Regions from separate parts of the Zea mays genome. Here region 2 is linked to region 1. A link is a contact called in public Hi-C data. All regions are on one chromosome and are shown on one strand. Each heading gives the region's core, a stretch centred on a gene start, on an enhancer-like site or on the middle of the called end of the contact. The rest is flanking DNA. Distances are from core to core; before and after follow the strand shown.

The links. Hi-C and Micro-C count contacts between places; a contact is called where the count stands out from the background.
Region 2: a contact with region 1 is called in a Hi-C map of leaf, with 7 times the contacts expected there. The contact joins the promoter of LOC542489 here to the promoter of LOC100382270 in region 1. A contact is called at or near these places in 5 of 25 Hi-C or Micro-C datasets (bundle sheath, ear, leaf and 2 more).

Annotation. Positions count from the first base shown.
Region 1 is chr3:11,211,649-11,215,500 of Zm-B73-REFERENCE-NAM-5.0, reverse strand. It overlaps LOC100382270 (putative cytochrome P450 superfamily protein), which reads right to left and starts at 1,839. Exons shown (of 4, transcript NM_001175021.1): 1 at 1,184-1,839; 2 at 836-1,083; 3 at 320-698; 4 at 1-222. The coding sequence starts at 1,585.
Region 2 is chr3:11,615,892-11,619,980 of Zm-B73-REFERENCE-NAM-5.0, reverse strand. It overlaps LOC542489 (cellulose synthase 3), which reads right to left and starts at 1,814. Exons shown (of 14, transcript NM_001305863.1): 1 at 1,604-1,814; 2 at 798-993; 3 at 443-633. The coding sequence starts at 1,681.

The DNA of each region.
Region 1 (3,852 bases), core at 590-3,089:
CCTGGCCGCCTGCGCCGCGCCCCTGGCGAACCGCGCCGGGTTGAACTGCGTGGCGTCCGGCCCCCACAGCCGCGCGTCGTGGTGCACGGCCATGATCGGGATCAGCAGCTCCGTGCCGCGCGGGATCAGGCACCCGCCCAGCTCCACGTCCGCCTTGGCGCGACGCACCGTCGCCACCGCCGGCGGGTACAGCCGCAGCGTCTCGTTCAGGATCATCCCGAGCTGCCAGAGAGGAACCAGCAGCATGCGTCAGCTCACCGCCCGTTGTTAGAGGATTCTGTCAGGCGGCCGGTGCGGGGGGGACATGACAGGAGCTTACTGTCTTGAGCTTGGTGAGCTGCTCGCGGGAGGGGATGTCACGCGCCCCGCAGACTTGGAGCACCTCCTGCCGGGCGAGCTCCTGCCACTCGGGGTGCATGGCGAGCAGGACTGTGGTCCATGTCAGGAGGTTCGACGTGGTCTGCTTGCCCGCGAAGAAGAACGTCTTGCACTCCTCCACTATGTCGTTCACGGTGATGGGGCTCACCTTGCCGCCGTTGCTGCCCGCGTTGATCAGGAGACCAAGGAGGTCCTTGGCACAGCCGCTGAGCTTCTCGTCGTCCGCGGCTTCCTGCCGCCGGCCGATCAGCGTCGCCAGGTTCTTCCTGATCTCCTTGTCCAGCTTCCACGAGGTCGTGTTCTTCTTGGTCGGCAGGAACCTGTAGACATATGCACGCATCAAACCATGCCACGCCATTCCTCTGCTTGATTGATTAATTATAAAAGCGCAGGCAGAACACAGGACTATGAGGGTATCGCACTAGCTGATTGATTGATTGATTGATTGACTTATTACCTGTATCCAGGGATGAAGACCTTGCGAAACGCCTCGGAGGCGAAGGCCATGAGTTGGGTCTGGAGCTTGAAGACGGCCTTGCCGTCCTCGTAGCTCCGGCCGAACGCCGTACGGGTGATGGCGTCCTCCGTCACCACCTGGAACCACTCGGACACGTCGATCTCGACCTCGCCGGACGCCGCGGCGGCCATGTCGTGCCACTTGTCCACCACGTCGACCACCGTCCTCCCGACGAACGGCAGCAGCAGCTGCATTGCGTACGTACGTCCCAGGCAGCGTGTCATCACAACAATTCCGCACGGCAGGAAGAACAAAGACTGTTGGTGAAAGGCTGGCTGGCTGACTGACCTTGAGGTTCTCCATGTGGAACGCCGGCGTGAGCACCTTGCGCCGGTGTGCCCACTTGTCGCCGCGCAGGCTGACGAGCCCCTCGCCCTCGAGCTGGCGCACCATCGGGTGCGACTCGTAGCGGTCGAAGTGATCGGCGCGGGACAGGAGGATCTCCCGAATGAGGTCCGGGTCGGCGACGGCGAGCCTCGGCGTCGGGCCGAACCATATCAGGAACGTGGAACCTGGAGGGAGAGGCAAAATCAGGCACGGGCGTGAGCGTGACAAGGCGACGAGGCAGCCAATGATTGGGGGCAGGGAGGCCATGTTCCGCCACATCAGCAGCATCCCGCCAGCTGCCAAGGGGGCAGGGACAGGACATGGCAGGGAGAGGTGCCGGCGATGCAGGCGCAGGCACAACATGCGTACGTACGCGCGGAGCAGGTACGCTACGCTACGATACCCAGCTCCTCCCCCTGTGGCAGCGCCCGCCGCATTACACTGTACCCGCGCACTGCCGCACCAGCACTGTAGCCAGCCAGCCAGCCAGCACCCAGTAGGCAGGCAGGGATCACAAGACGACACGAAGAGAAGGGCGGAGCAGAGCAGGTGGTGGCCGCAGCGGCGTGACGGTTGGGCCAGGGACGGACAGGTCGCGGCGGGTGCGCCCGGAGGCGACGGGCGCAGGGCAGGGCAAGCTGGAGTTGAATGCGATGGAGACGGGGACGGTGGCGGGGAGCAGGAAGGGGGACGTGTAGGCTCACGTCGAGGGCCGCGCGGGGGCGGGGCGGCAAGTAGGAAATAGACCCTGGCCACCTAACCGGGCTGCAGCTAGGGCTGACAATGGGCTATAATTTTTGCACTATAAGATTTAAGGATCGAAGCGGGTTAGGATCGGGCTTTATTTCTAGTCATTTTTGAACTATAATTTATTTAGGGCCTTGACATTTTGTGAAGAACTATTTGGATCACAATCCATTACCACCCCTAGCTGCAGCCGGGGGACAGCGAAAACGAGAGACAACTACGGCAAACCGCTCCGACAGACCCAGGAGGCTCGCCTCGACATGCCACTAAATGCATGTCACCCAAAGGCGGCAGCAAAGCAGCATCCTGGGAGCGAGACGCATGGCGCGACCGCAACCTGATGGGAGCTCATGTTGGTGCTGGTCTCTGGTCAAGATTGCTTTGCTCATGTTGATTGATTGGCTCCCCTCTCGCCGATCGGGCTCGGTCCTTGCTCTCAGGTTCCGTAACCGAACAGAGCAGGGAGCAGCCGTGCTACCGGGAGAGAGGGCCTGGAGGAACTCTTGCCTGGAAAGGAATGGACTCGTTGGTCGGGTAGGCACGAACAGGAACACTGGACTAGGCTGGGGCGCTGGGCGGTGAGACGACGAGAGCGCATGGGCATGTGCGTAGGGGGCGTTGCGTACCGTAGATTTTCTTCCAGTGGTGGTAGAAGGCGAGGACGCGCGGGAGGACGTTGTGGGAGCGGTAGGGGCGCGGCATTGGCTTGGCGGAGGCGGCCACCATGAGCGCCACCATCTCGCGGACGCAGCCGACGAAGAAGCGGTAGCGGGGGCCCCTTATCCCCTGCCGCGCGAAGTGCTGCTCCAGCCGCCGCGGCCGCCACCACAGCACCTCCATCAGCTTCACCGCCACGTACGCCATCGCGGCCGCCGCCAGCGCCGTCCACCCCCACCCCATGCGGCCGGCCCGTCCTCCGCACAGGGAGCAGAGTGTGTGTGTGAGAGAGAGAGAGAGAGAGGAGAGAGAGAATTTGTTGTGTGTGCTCGGCCTCAGCGGAGCCAAAAGAGACAGAGCAGGGGCGCGCGTGAGGTGGCAGGTGGAGAGCCAGGTGAGGGGAGACGTGGTGAGGAGAGGAAGCGAGTCGGGTGGATTTATATAGGAGGCGGGCCGCGGGGCGGACTTGTTGGCCACCGGACGACGACGGACCAGCGCAGCCCCGCAGCGGTGGTGGTGTGTGTCGTGTCTAGGATTAGTTAGCTCTAGCGTGGCAGGATTTTGTTAAGCGAACGCCGCAGAGCCTTGCTGTGCTGTATAGTATACGTAGAGATTCAGAGGAGGGCAGGGGCAGCATGGTAAATGGCACCGCAGGATTGCAGGAACAGGATAGGGAGCCGCGGAGCGCGGCGCCGCTGGGCCCGCCGTCGCAGGGATTAATTGGGACAGACTTTCTTAATCGCAATTACACCTATAAAATAATCTATTTATTCCCGTCCAAAAATATATAAACACTATTTAGAATTTTCGGATAAGTCTTGTTCCTTTTACTGTCATCTATGTAGATAATTTATTTCCTTAATAGTACGCTTAATCAATTTATCGCACAAGATTAATTTAACTAAGTTTAGTCTAGTACTGTCTCCATAGATATTTTTAATTTTTATCCGTAAGGTCTATTAGAAAAAAAAGGAAATTTGACTAATGGCTAATTAGTCTAATTAGAAATTAGTGATCAAAATATGTTTTATACATATTCACTTGTTTAATTGACAAATGAAGCTACATATATATATTAATTATGACTAATATTATATTAATATATGACACAGGATAAATGTAAGTCGTAACTTTGGTCAAATACAAACTATATTGATTAACATGTATATTAACAATGAATACATGAAGAAAGAAAGTTGTCGGCGAGAATATACAGTACGATCAAC
Region 2 (4,089 bases), core at 565-3,064, 400 kb before region 1:
CAATGACCATCTAATTCAATGGAATTATAGCTGTCTTTCTGAAACAAGACGTAGGTCCCAAAAGTAGTAAGCAGTATTTGTCGAGCGTATTTATTGTTATACACTGGATGGTTGAGTGCAAAACTCTTGCAGAGGCTGGCATAAAATTCCTTTATCTAAAAAAACTTATTGTCATACATGTATCTGGTAACAGATAAGAGCACCCAGCCACCCATTTCTTGTATATGGACTTAATCATCTATAAGCAACCAAGAACACTGGGCTACAACTCCAGCAGTGAGGCAGTGAACCAGTTGGTTCCATTGAAACTTCACACTACAGGGCTAAAGCGGAAGGACAGCCTTGGATAGTACAGATAATTCTAATAAGATTACAGGACCAAAAGCTCAGCAAGAATCTGTTTGTCTGGCATCGTATAGTGGCTTTATGTATGTTGTTATACCTGCTGCCCAGTTGTCAGACGTGGAATTCTGTGATGGGGTTCATGTCGAGAAGACGAAGAGATGTCAACATCTTCCCCTTGTCCCCGCAGCTGCCACTGAGGCCCTTGGACATTGCCTTGTGTATAGTTGAATTCGTTGTCCAAATCATCAACTCCATCCTCTTCCTCATCTCCCCGAACTCGAGGGCTTCCTAAATTTGAACATGGAGATATGTGCATAAGTCATTTTCCATTAGAAAATTTAAACAGATGTGTTTGCAATATCAATTAACAGATTTCTCAAGAAGTTTGAAACTTTGATTCTTTGAACTTGTAAAGCAATGAGTAAGCTCAGTATGTCCCACAAGGAACGGACCTTTGTGCCTCTTGTATCTAGTCTTGCATTGAGGGCAGCACTGATTCCCCTCCTTACGCTCGTACTCATAGCACGGACGACACACTGGGAAGGCACATTCGTTGCACGCAACAAAGATATCGCCTGTTGCTGAGAGCCCGAGCGTGTCACCGCAGATTTGACATATTTGTTCATTCACATTCTTCAACTGCTTAGCCTGCACGCCAACAACGTAGATGTAGTCATGAAGGTGAGATTGTGACAGCAACAAACCAACAATCAGAGGTTCTATATAAGAATATCATAAAATCGAACAAGACGCAACAAATTTCCCTCATGGCCCACAGAGTTAGGAGAAATGCATACATTAATTAAGACCAAAGCTTGACGCATTAGCAGGTCAACAGCTTATTAATACCAACAAACTGTAGGATTCGAACTGTTCCTATAAAATACAGATGACAAACCCAGGCAAGTTGAATAATCCATCTCAACCAAATCCCCTCTGCATTTCCCGACAACACCGTCGCGAGCAGGTGGCGAAGAGAACAGTGAAATCAATAGAGTCGCCACTCGACCAGCACGCCGCGCCGAAAACCCCCCACAACCGCACCGAAAACCTCCTACGCTGACGCAACAGAACCTAGGCATCCCACACAACGACCGCAAGGGCCGCCAATCGGACGCTGGACCAACTCCATCCGCCCGGCGGCGCACGGGCGCACGGCAGATCGACAGGTCCCCCGGCGCAAATCAAAACGCGACGGGACGAAGCCGAGTGAGAGCGCGAGCAGGGCACCGAAGAGCGGGGGAGAGTGGGGACGCACCGCGGCTCCGTCGCCGTCGTGCCGGATCGTTACGACCCCGCCGCGGGAGCCAGCCACCATCCCCCGGTTCGCCTCCATGCCGACGCCGCCGCTATCCGCCTCCTCCCCGCAGCCCGTCTCGCCTCTCTTCACGCAGCACGCATTCCGACGCGAGTGCGCGTTAGCTGGTGGTGAGTGTCCCGACTGCTAGTGCTCTCGCTGTCGTGTCGCGTACTCGCGTCCCCCACACGCGTCGCTTTCTGCCGCGTCCCGTGGGCTAGCGCGGTGAACTGTGACGGGCTCTGCACCGTCGGATGGGAGGTGGGAGTGGGAGGTGGATGTGGGCTGTCGGATTGGGTACGGCCGTGCGGGGCGGCGGGCGTCAACGTCGTCGCCTGGACGCCGTCACCGTCCCACAGACTGTTGTTCAGTTGTTCTAGCCGTGCGCAACGGTCTGTCCATTCAGGTTACAAAATTCGAGTCAGATAATTCGGTTAAATGAAATTTAGGGTATAAATAATTGTTAACGAATTTTAGTTTCAAAAAATATTATTCGAAATTTTATATACTCAATGATTCATTTCGGATTTTACTTGATAATATCTGAAATGGACACAATCAATCATTTTAAAAGAATTTTAGTAGCATTTAAAGTAATAAATAATGGTTCCTCAAATCAAAACATGTCTGCATATCAATAATAATAAACTAGTTATTAAGTTAGCGTAAATATATATTAGTTTGTTTTAAATAATATAATTATATCGCACCGAACCACTTCATGTGTCTTTATGTTATGAATATATAAGAGAAATGATTGAGATATTTCGAGTAATTCGGATAGATCGAGTATTGGGGAACATTTCCCAAACTAAATTTGGGTTTTTACAATTACTATCCCACAATTAATTTTGTAGGTTAGGAGAGGATTCGTGATGTTGTCGTCTCGATGGTCTTGCTCTTTACACGCCTAAGAGAGTTTAGACTTGTTCAGAAATAACTCCTACATAGTATGGTGTTGAAGCCTTTCTTATTGACTCGAGTGTTACAAAGTGGAGTGTTGAACTCTCGTGCTTTGTGTAAAGTGGATGCAAGGTGGCCCCATCCCTTTATGTACTTGAGGAACATGAGACCTATTGTTACAGAGGTTTCGATGGGGTGTGTTGTTCATATTCCGGGTTGTGTAGCTCTTTTGGTACATCATGGCGAATGCATATTGCTTTGTCATCTTCAAGATGACTAGGCCAAGGGAGTGGTTAGGTCCTGCATGTGTCCAAAGCCTTGTCGTTGGGCACGTTTATAAGAGTCGTACGAGTGGTTGGCCTTGGAGTTATCTTCTTTCGCTCATGTCTTGTCTAATTCTGTTGACTTTCTTCCTTTTGAGGTGTGGTGTTGAGGAGTCCCTAGAGTACTTTATACTATATCTACCTTTGTCTTACGTTAGACGTGTACGCTGAAAGATTAGAGGATCATAAATGCACTGGCTCTATGAGTTTCCTTTCTGACTATGGAGTCATGTATGAGATGTATAGTCAGCTTGTCCGAGGTTAGGATTGACTAGTCGAGGTTAGGGCCAACTTGGTGGAGGATCTTGGTCGAGTGAACCCTAGTTGTGTTTGTTATGGTCCAGTCTAACTTGGTCGGGGTGGCCAGATCAAGTTTGGCCTAGTGGAAAATACTAGGTTATGGGGACTTTCGTTAGGTTTGCTTCGGTCAGGTTCAACCTGGGCGAGATGACCTAATCGAGCCTAATCTACCTAGAGACCATCTTGCACGTAATTTCATATGTCATAGAGTAGTCATTTTACGTTATCTTAGGGTACCCTGTATTGTGGGTACATGTCACTATCTTAAATTACGATTGGGTATTTCAGGTTTCAGTATTTGGATCCGGGTTCAAGTAATTTGGGTTTGATGTTTGGGTATCGAGTATTTTGTTCACCCCTACCTGTAGTCGATGGAGGCATATGCAGTCGTGACAGCGTTAGAGCTAGTATAATAAGGTGACATAGGTGAACTGCAAGAGACAACACATCAGACTTATAGTGACATAAAAGAAAGAAAATGAAGAGAGAAGGGAAGCAAACTGCTTACTAGTAGCCAGTTGAAATTAGATTGTTCATAAACTTGAAAACAATTTATGAGATAAATAGATGGCCCGAGTATTAAATGTATTGCTTATATTATGATAGATTTATTGTATGGTTATGATTTTAGTTGTCTATATGTGTCAACATATTAAGGCCATTCTCAATGATGAGTTTCAATGCACTATAATGTTGCCACATCCGATTTAAACTAGGTAACCGTGTACACAAGGTTTCACCCCATAAAACTCTACCATCTCCTGTAAAGTTCTCTATATCTCTCCTCTTAATTACACTGTCACATCACCAAGCATCGTGATGTGTCATTGTATTTAATGAGTATGGAACTCATATTGAGAGCGACCTTATAAAGCGCACTTTAACCTATATTATTAATCTTACTACAAGTTGAGTCGTCGC